2 separate regions of the Gossypium hirsutum genome follow, and region 2 is linked to region 1. Evidence: chromatin contacts called from public Hi-C data. All regions are on one chromosome and are shown on one strand. The core of a region is the stretch at or near the end of the contact, and the rest is flanking DNA. Distances in the headings are between cores, read along the strand shown. Region 1 holds the start of LOC107910988 (spermine synthase). Region 2 holds the start of LOC107910846 (plastidial pyruvate kinase 4, chloroplastic).

The links. A called contact is a pair of places that touch in the nucleus more often than the background predicts.
Region 2: a Hi-C map of leaf shows a contact between it and region 1, with 4 times the contacts expected there. The contact joins the promoter of LOC107910846 here to the promoter of LOC107910988 in region 1. A contact is called at or near these places in 4 of 34 Hi-C or Micro-C datasets (all in leaf).

The regions. Positions count from the first base shown.
Region 1 is chrA08:51,557,245-51,560,870 of Gossypium_hirsutum_v2.1, reverse strand. It overlaps LOC107910988 (spermine synthase), which reads right to left and starts at 2,020. Exons shown (of 11, transcript XM_041074673.1): 1 at 1,690-2,020; 2 at 518-738; 3 at 386-430; 4 at 1-64. The coding sequence starts at 707.
Region 2 is chrA08:51,890,895-51,894,520 of Gossypium_hirsutum_v2.1, reverse strand. It overlaps LOC107910846 (plastidial pyruvate kinase 4, chloroplastic), which reads right to left and starts at 1,683. Exons shown (of 5, transcript XM_016838805.2): 1 at 1,524-1,683; 2 at 1,205-1,301; 3 at 532-941; 4 at 1-327. The coding sequence starts at 1,252.

The sequences.
Region 1 (3,626 bases), core at 771-3,270:
ACCTCTTGATAGTCTGACCTTGCTTTGTACAAAATGCTTTCAACTTTCAGAGAATGTGCTTCTCCTGCAACAAAAATTTGAAAGATTGTCAGTATCAGTAAAGGTTATGATATGATCTAATGCATGAAAGGCTGCCCCTAGTTCAACTCGACGCTCCTAACTAAGCTCTCATTTCAAAGAATAAGTTAACTTGATAAAGTTATCAAAAGTCCAGTGGAACCCTAGCATTGTGAGAAAGTTCAGAATTGTCACTAATTACCTTTTATCAGATTTCTTCTGTTATGATTTAATATATATTAAATCAATTATTACATGGCATCGAGAAGATAAAAAATATTTTTAAAATCAAAACATAAATAAATTAAAGAGGAACTTTAAAGCTCACCGGGCCACATAGGATTGTTGAAGTAAACCATTTTACCGGCCTTATCTACAAGTGAGGATAAAAGACTCAAACCATGAAATTCTGGCAAATAGTGAAAAAGAGCAGGAAAGAAAAGAATTCAAAGATGATGACCAGAAGAAGACTGAGATTCTGAGAACCACCCAGAAACAACGGTAGAATGGCATTTAGCCTCAAGCTCAGGGGCTGAAGCCCTAGCCTTCAAGCAACAAGAAGGGATAGCCTTCTGTGAACTATTCCCATTATTCCCCTTCCCATCCATAATCTTCTGGCATTCCAAACCTCTTCCTGCGTCTTCCCCCATAGATTATCTTTTTCCTCTTCGGCTCCAGCCTCTACATGTCAAAACCAATTCATAAGTTCCCTGCTTATAGAAACAGAACTAACATATGCATGCATGAGCAGATTAAATCTTTTTTCAAAAAAAAAAACATTTTAAAAGTTTTTTTATCACTGAAAGAAAGTTTGTTGTAGAATGTTCAAGATGAAAAAAGCACCAGCTTTCTTGTACATCTAGCAGTATGTTCATACATTATTTATCATTTTTTAAAATATAACAAGCCTCAAAGAGGAAAAAGATTAATAAAAGAAAAAGCAGAGGAAAGGAGTGTGAAATAGCAGAAGACTTTTGAAGTAGAATTTCCTGGCCAATAACGCTTTTTAATATAACAATTCAAAGCTATCATCAACATTGAAAGCTGTATAAAAATTTATCACAGAGGATTTTTATATTGATTATGATGAGAAAATTATATTATACAATTCAAAGCTATGATCAATATTGAAAGCTGTATAAATAAATGGAATAGGAACAAACATAAATGCCGCTTCTAGAAGATCAAAGTAAGATGAAAAAAAAACAAGCTAATTTCCACTAAGTTAGGTAATAGAAATGAAAATTTCAAATCCAACTTAGAACTTACAGTTAGCAATAAACTTTCTTTAAATAACAATTACAGCAACTTTAACCTCAGGTTTTTCGCTTTTATTACAGAAATAAACGGATTTTTTGAAATATATATAAAGGGAAAAACCAACGCAAAGCTCCAATTCTTTCCCGTGAAATTTTCTGAGTTGAAGAATTAGGGTTTAGAAAAGCGAATTCAAAAGCAACGACTCTCCTAAAACCGATAATAAACGTCCGCTTTTTGAATGAAATGAAATAAATAAACAAAAAATAAAAAGCAAAATGTCAGAACTAACACAACGGCAGTGATAATATTAAACAATAAAAAGGAAAGCCAATGAAAAATAAAGAAAAATATTAAAAGGAAGAAGAAAATCACGCCTGGTGTTAATGTAACTCTCAACAATCTGGAAAGTCTCAAATATCGAGCGTGGATGGGAAAGAAGAAGAAGGGAAAAAAAGATGTATCGAAAATCTATTTGTGGCAGCTTTGTTTTGATGAAAATGGCAGTTCCGAGCCCTTGTTTATATAACCACGCGCAGCGCAAGATTAATGAAATCTTTGAACTTGCCTACTTTATTCAAAAACAGTATTACTTTTTTCTTCAATGACTGGTACACCCTTATAGAGAATACTAGAACGGGTCGAAAATAAATAAAAAATAGGAAAGCAATTGCCATAAATAAGATTCTTTTTCTAAAGGAGGCACAGCGTGGGAGTAGGAAAAGAATATTGCATATCTTATATTCCAACTTCGTATACCAAAAAATTTGGTATACCACTAATGGTATAAATTAAGTAAACTAAATTAGAAGTTCGTATATCAAGATTTGTTTGGATAGTGAATAGAGTTTTGGTCTACCATTTATATGCTATGAATTTAAACTTTGTAAACCAATATTATATTTGATAAAATGATAAAAAATAATAGCAAGTTCAAAATAATGTTGATTAATAACCACAAAATAAAATGGTTTATTTATATTATATATAATGTTTATGGCTGAATTTGATATCCATTAGATTGCACATTAAATTAATTAAAAAGTTGGGAAAAATAAAATTATTATAAAAATTTTAACTAAACAAATTCAATTTTTGATGATACTATTTGCAACACCTTATATCTGATTCGGAAGACAATCGAATATACGATGCTACATTAATAACAAGACAATTCGATTAAACTCACTTACATATAATGCAATTAAATTACATTTATAAAAATGTCATGTGTCATTAATAATTAAACAAAGTCTCAATAAAAACAATCTTTGGAACAAAATTCCAGCTCAAAACATCAAAAACAAGGGATAAGTGCTGGAATCTAGTCTTTATGGGCCGATACATGTATCAGAAATTTAAAACAATTTTGGTTCCAAAGTCCATGTATCGATACAAAGACACAATGTACCAATATATGCATACATGGATCAATACTTAAAGCCATGTACTAATATTTAAGTATAAAGTCCAGATACCTAAACTTATAAGCCTAAAAAATATGTAGAAATTTGACAATTTAAGTTATACAAATAACATCGCAAACATATCAAAAATTGAAAAAACATATATAATAACCATTAATGAACATTTGACATATCAAATAAGTTCAAAACACCATAATTCTCACTCACTAACACAACAAAACAAAATTAGGCTATTTAAGTAAAATTTATGCATAAAAACAATCCACATAATATTGAATTAAATTCCAAAATTTAAATAAAATCTTAAACACAGCATCAACAAACCAAACATATACCAAGAAACCAAATTCAACATAGTAATTTGATATATAATCATTTTAAAAAAATGCACTTAAAAAGTCCTATACATTTCGACGGGGTTTTTTACTATAATAATATTAAAAAAAATGAAAATAGGCTGCCTTCAAGATATTTTATCAAAATGGTATACTTCAAGTGATGGAGGGTGGTGCATAGGCAGCACCACCCTGAATTTTCTGACAAACACAGTGAAAAAAAATATTAAATAATGGGTAGAAAACAGTGAAAAAATAATAATAATAAAATAATGGATCGAGGGCATCTCATAAGCAGGATCGGTTGTGGGATAGCCATAGGCGGCACCAATGGTGGGCCTGTCAAAGGCAGCACCAGTGGTGCCTTTTTGACAGGCATCACCTGATACGAACCCGCCCCACAAACTACTTTGGTCAAGCTTACCAAGCCGAGCATTGCACTGTTGGCAAGTTGATCCTAGCTCATTTCCAGCTCTCCGAGCTCCGTCCAGCTCAATTCAGCTTGTTACCGATTTAATTTCGTTTTGATGCAAGCTCATTGAGCTCGATT
Region 2 (3,626 bases), core at 434-2,933, 330 kb before region 1:
CTACTACCTTGAAGTGGTCCCAATAATAACTCTCGGTTCAAACATGCCTTCGTTCTCATCGTGTTTATTGTGAAATTCCCATTCTTTTGATGATATAGCTTTCCCTGAGTGGAAATTCCGGCACTGACATCTTTGCCAGTTCTTGAAGAGTTCAACTGTAGGTTCTCCAACAGTTCAATGCATGTGGTAAGACTTGCAAGGACAGATGAATTGACCATCTCCAAATTCAGCAGACTGATCAAAGCTAGATCGTCTTTGAGTGGCTCAATGTCAAGACATTTCAAAGCCAAATAATGGATTAAGTTTTTTGCACTCTCCACGTAATTGCTGGAACAAGAAAGTCTCCATAAATTAGAAAAATGCCTGAAAATAAGATTTTATAAAGTAGTCTACAATTGCAATAAGTACTTTCAAGTATTTTCCACTTTCTTTATATTAACTAGCCTTGTGAATAAGATAAACATTTAAGATGGCACTGGCAGTACTACAGAAGGCAAACATAACAAATATAGTTTCAACTTTCCAACGTACTTGTGACATAATTTCAGCCTAGATGCATTCCACTGCTCTGACGCTAATACATGCAAATGTAAAGCCTTCAATTTGTCCAGGAGGCTTGCCAGATTTACCGAGTGCTCGACCATCTGAAAGCCTCCTGAACCTGACTCCGGAAGAGAACCAGCAGCTTCCTCATCCAGATCATTGGAACTATAATTATTTTCCAAAGGCACAAACACTTGCTCATCGGAACAAGCATGTGAACCGCTTCTTTCACCTTCATCATTTTCGTGTGGGGTAGCAAAAGCTGTAGTCATGGTAGTGCGAGTGTTCTTAATTTTTGCCCATAATTGAACAGTTTCCACTGACTGCTTCACATTAAGTTTGCAAGGCAGATGCGAAAACTTCCCCCTCCGGCTAAATACATCAGCGGAGTGGATGGCCTGAGAAGAAGGCATATCAAGCTTAACCAAAGAATACAAAAAGCACATCATTGAAAATAAAAATAAAACCTAACAAAGACATGAATGAATTGGGGAATAATTGTGGATAGGATTTACATGGCAAATCAATAAGAATTCAGTGTTAAAAATAATCTATTTATAGATATACTGACAATAATTCAATAAAAAAAAATTGATGATAGGAAAGCGTTTCAGATAATGCAGGGTAATTATAAAGGATTAAAGACGGAGCATGCAATTACATGGCGTATAGGTGTAGCCTTATGATTTGTGACAATAGAAGTCGTCATCTATTCGCTGACTCAACTCAGACAGAAACAGATTTCAGAAAGTTGGAACCTGAAAACCAGAACCAAACAAAAAATATCTTCAGATTCATCAAGAATGCTGAAACCAATCAAAGGTTTTAAAAAAATCGGATATAAAGGAAATACGAAATTTCCACACTATTTTCGTTTCTTTAAGAATTTTCAGGAAGCAGAAAATGAAATCACGAACAAATTTTTATTTTTATGTGATGAGGAATAATCGAGAACTAAAAAAAGAAAGAAGGTAGGTAACCTTTCAGAGAATGCAGTGATTTTACGGTTAGCCTCCTCCTTCCTCCTCCTGCTTTGCCTTTTGGGTTTTGCACGGGAAATGAAGGAATGAGTCTGAGAGAAGGAAATCTGAAGGCGAAGAAGTGTGGATAGCACGTGCCAGTTTCCATACGTGGCACTGCACGGAACGTCGGTCAATTAGTCAAAATGGCCGATATGTGTGGTTGGAATTCCAGAATTTCCCCTCCATACCAGATTGTACAGATTTTACTTTGACTATTATTTTCAATTTATTTTTAAATATTTTTATATTTGTACGGTTATAAAGGAAAAAAAGTACGGATCAAAAAGAGTGATTACAATGCTCTTGGATGTCCATTGGTATTGGTAGATAATATACATTGTTAAAACTTTATTAGGAAAAACCTGTAAGATAAAAACCTAATGATGAAAAAAAAGTACACAATCTATAATACGCATAATATGCTGCCTCATTAAAAAACTTATCATGAAAACCCAATGAGACCAAATATCGGTTAAAGGAAAAAGAGTATAACACATATTTACTCCCCCTCATGAAAACATCACATACTTTCTTATATTCTATGTATTCAATATTGAATACTAATTTTTTAAATGACTATTTAAATGTATTACTAAGCATATATATCACTATTCTTTTGAAACTCATGAGTGAAGGAAAATTTATGAGAAATATATTTTGATCTTTTTAGGAGTTTCAACAATAATCATAATAAACTTTAAACATGATCATTGTATAAAAATACAAATAGGTATTTTCAATCATTTTATAATCATCTTTCAACTACTATTGACTAAATCAAATTTACCAATATAAATGAATTATTTCCTAAGAATTTCAATATGCTTCTAGCATTCTAAATCCTTCAAGGATTTCAATATAAACTTTACTATATAGTGATTTATAAAGGTTGTAACAACAAGCATTAGATGCAAGTTAAATCTTTTATGAATTGTCAAAATAATATGTCTAAAAGTTATTACATCTACCACAAAAGAATATTACATTTTTTCATAATCAATACTAGTACTTAGTGAAAAAATTTATATTTTTATTCTGCTTTTACAAAACTACTTCATTTGCACCCTCACTGGCTTTATACCTTTATATATTTGGACTATTGGTCCAAAACCTCCACGAATTTAATTATACTTGAGTTGCGTCTTTCTATTTTGATCAATTTATTCCATATCTATATTTTTCAATAGATTTATTTAAGATCCTCCTTTTATTTCATTATTTTAATAACAATTTTGCATGCAAAATCATTATTGACCACTTTTATTATTCGGTTCCACATTTTCTCAAATTGACATACCTTATCGAGATATCTTATTTTCATTATTTTAAAATTCAAGTTCAGATACTTGAATCTCTTCTAGAGTTTTACTTATTAGCTATGTCTTAGGTCTTTTCTAGAACACCCGCCTTCACTATATGACCATCTAGAAGAATTTTAATCTTTGAAACCGATCAAACTATAATTTATTCTAATTGATTGTCTTACTGGGACTTTTGGTTCAAATTAAAATATTAATTTGATTATTCTCATTAATTTTGTAAATACATATGATAGTTAACTTGTAATAAGCTATCATTGTTGAACTTCTGGTTCAAATTACTCTCTCCCTAACTCATTACAAGTTATTATTTCTTTCCTGCTAATGTCAAAAAACTATCGAATCAAAATTATAATCATAAATAATGTCATAATTGAATCTCCAATACATTCAAACATCTAATAATACAAAGAAATTTGTAATTAATATATATTCTCAACTTTCGTTGAGGATTCACTCATATTTGTGCATTGTGGTGGAGCATATACACATATACAAAAATTTAAAGATGAGAAATATTTAGCTCTTGATCAAAAACCATTTGTAATGAAGAGTATTTATAATTTTTTGGCTTAGTGCGTACAACACGTAAATCAACATAATCTCATGTTGAAATGGGAAGTTTAGTTCACATAAGTAATAGTTTAGACATTAATCAGAGGTGTTCAATCAATAATTTCTCTAAACCATTATGCGCAAACTTTTACAAAAGTTTGTCAAACTCAATCAATAAAAAATTGAG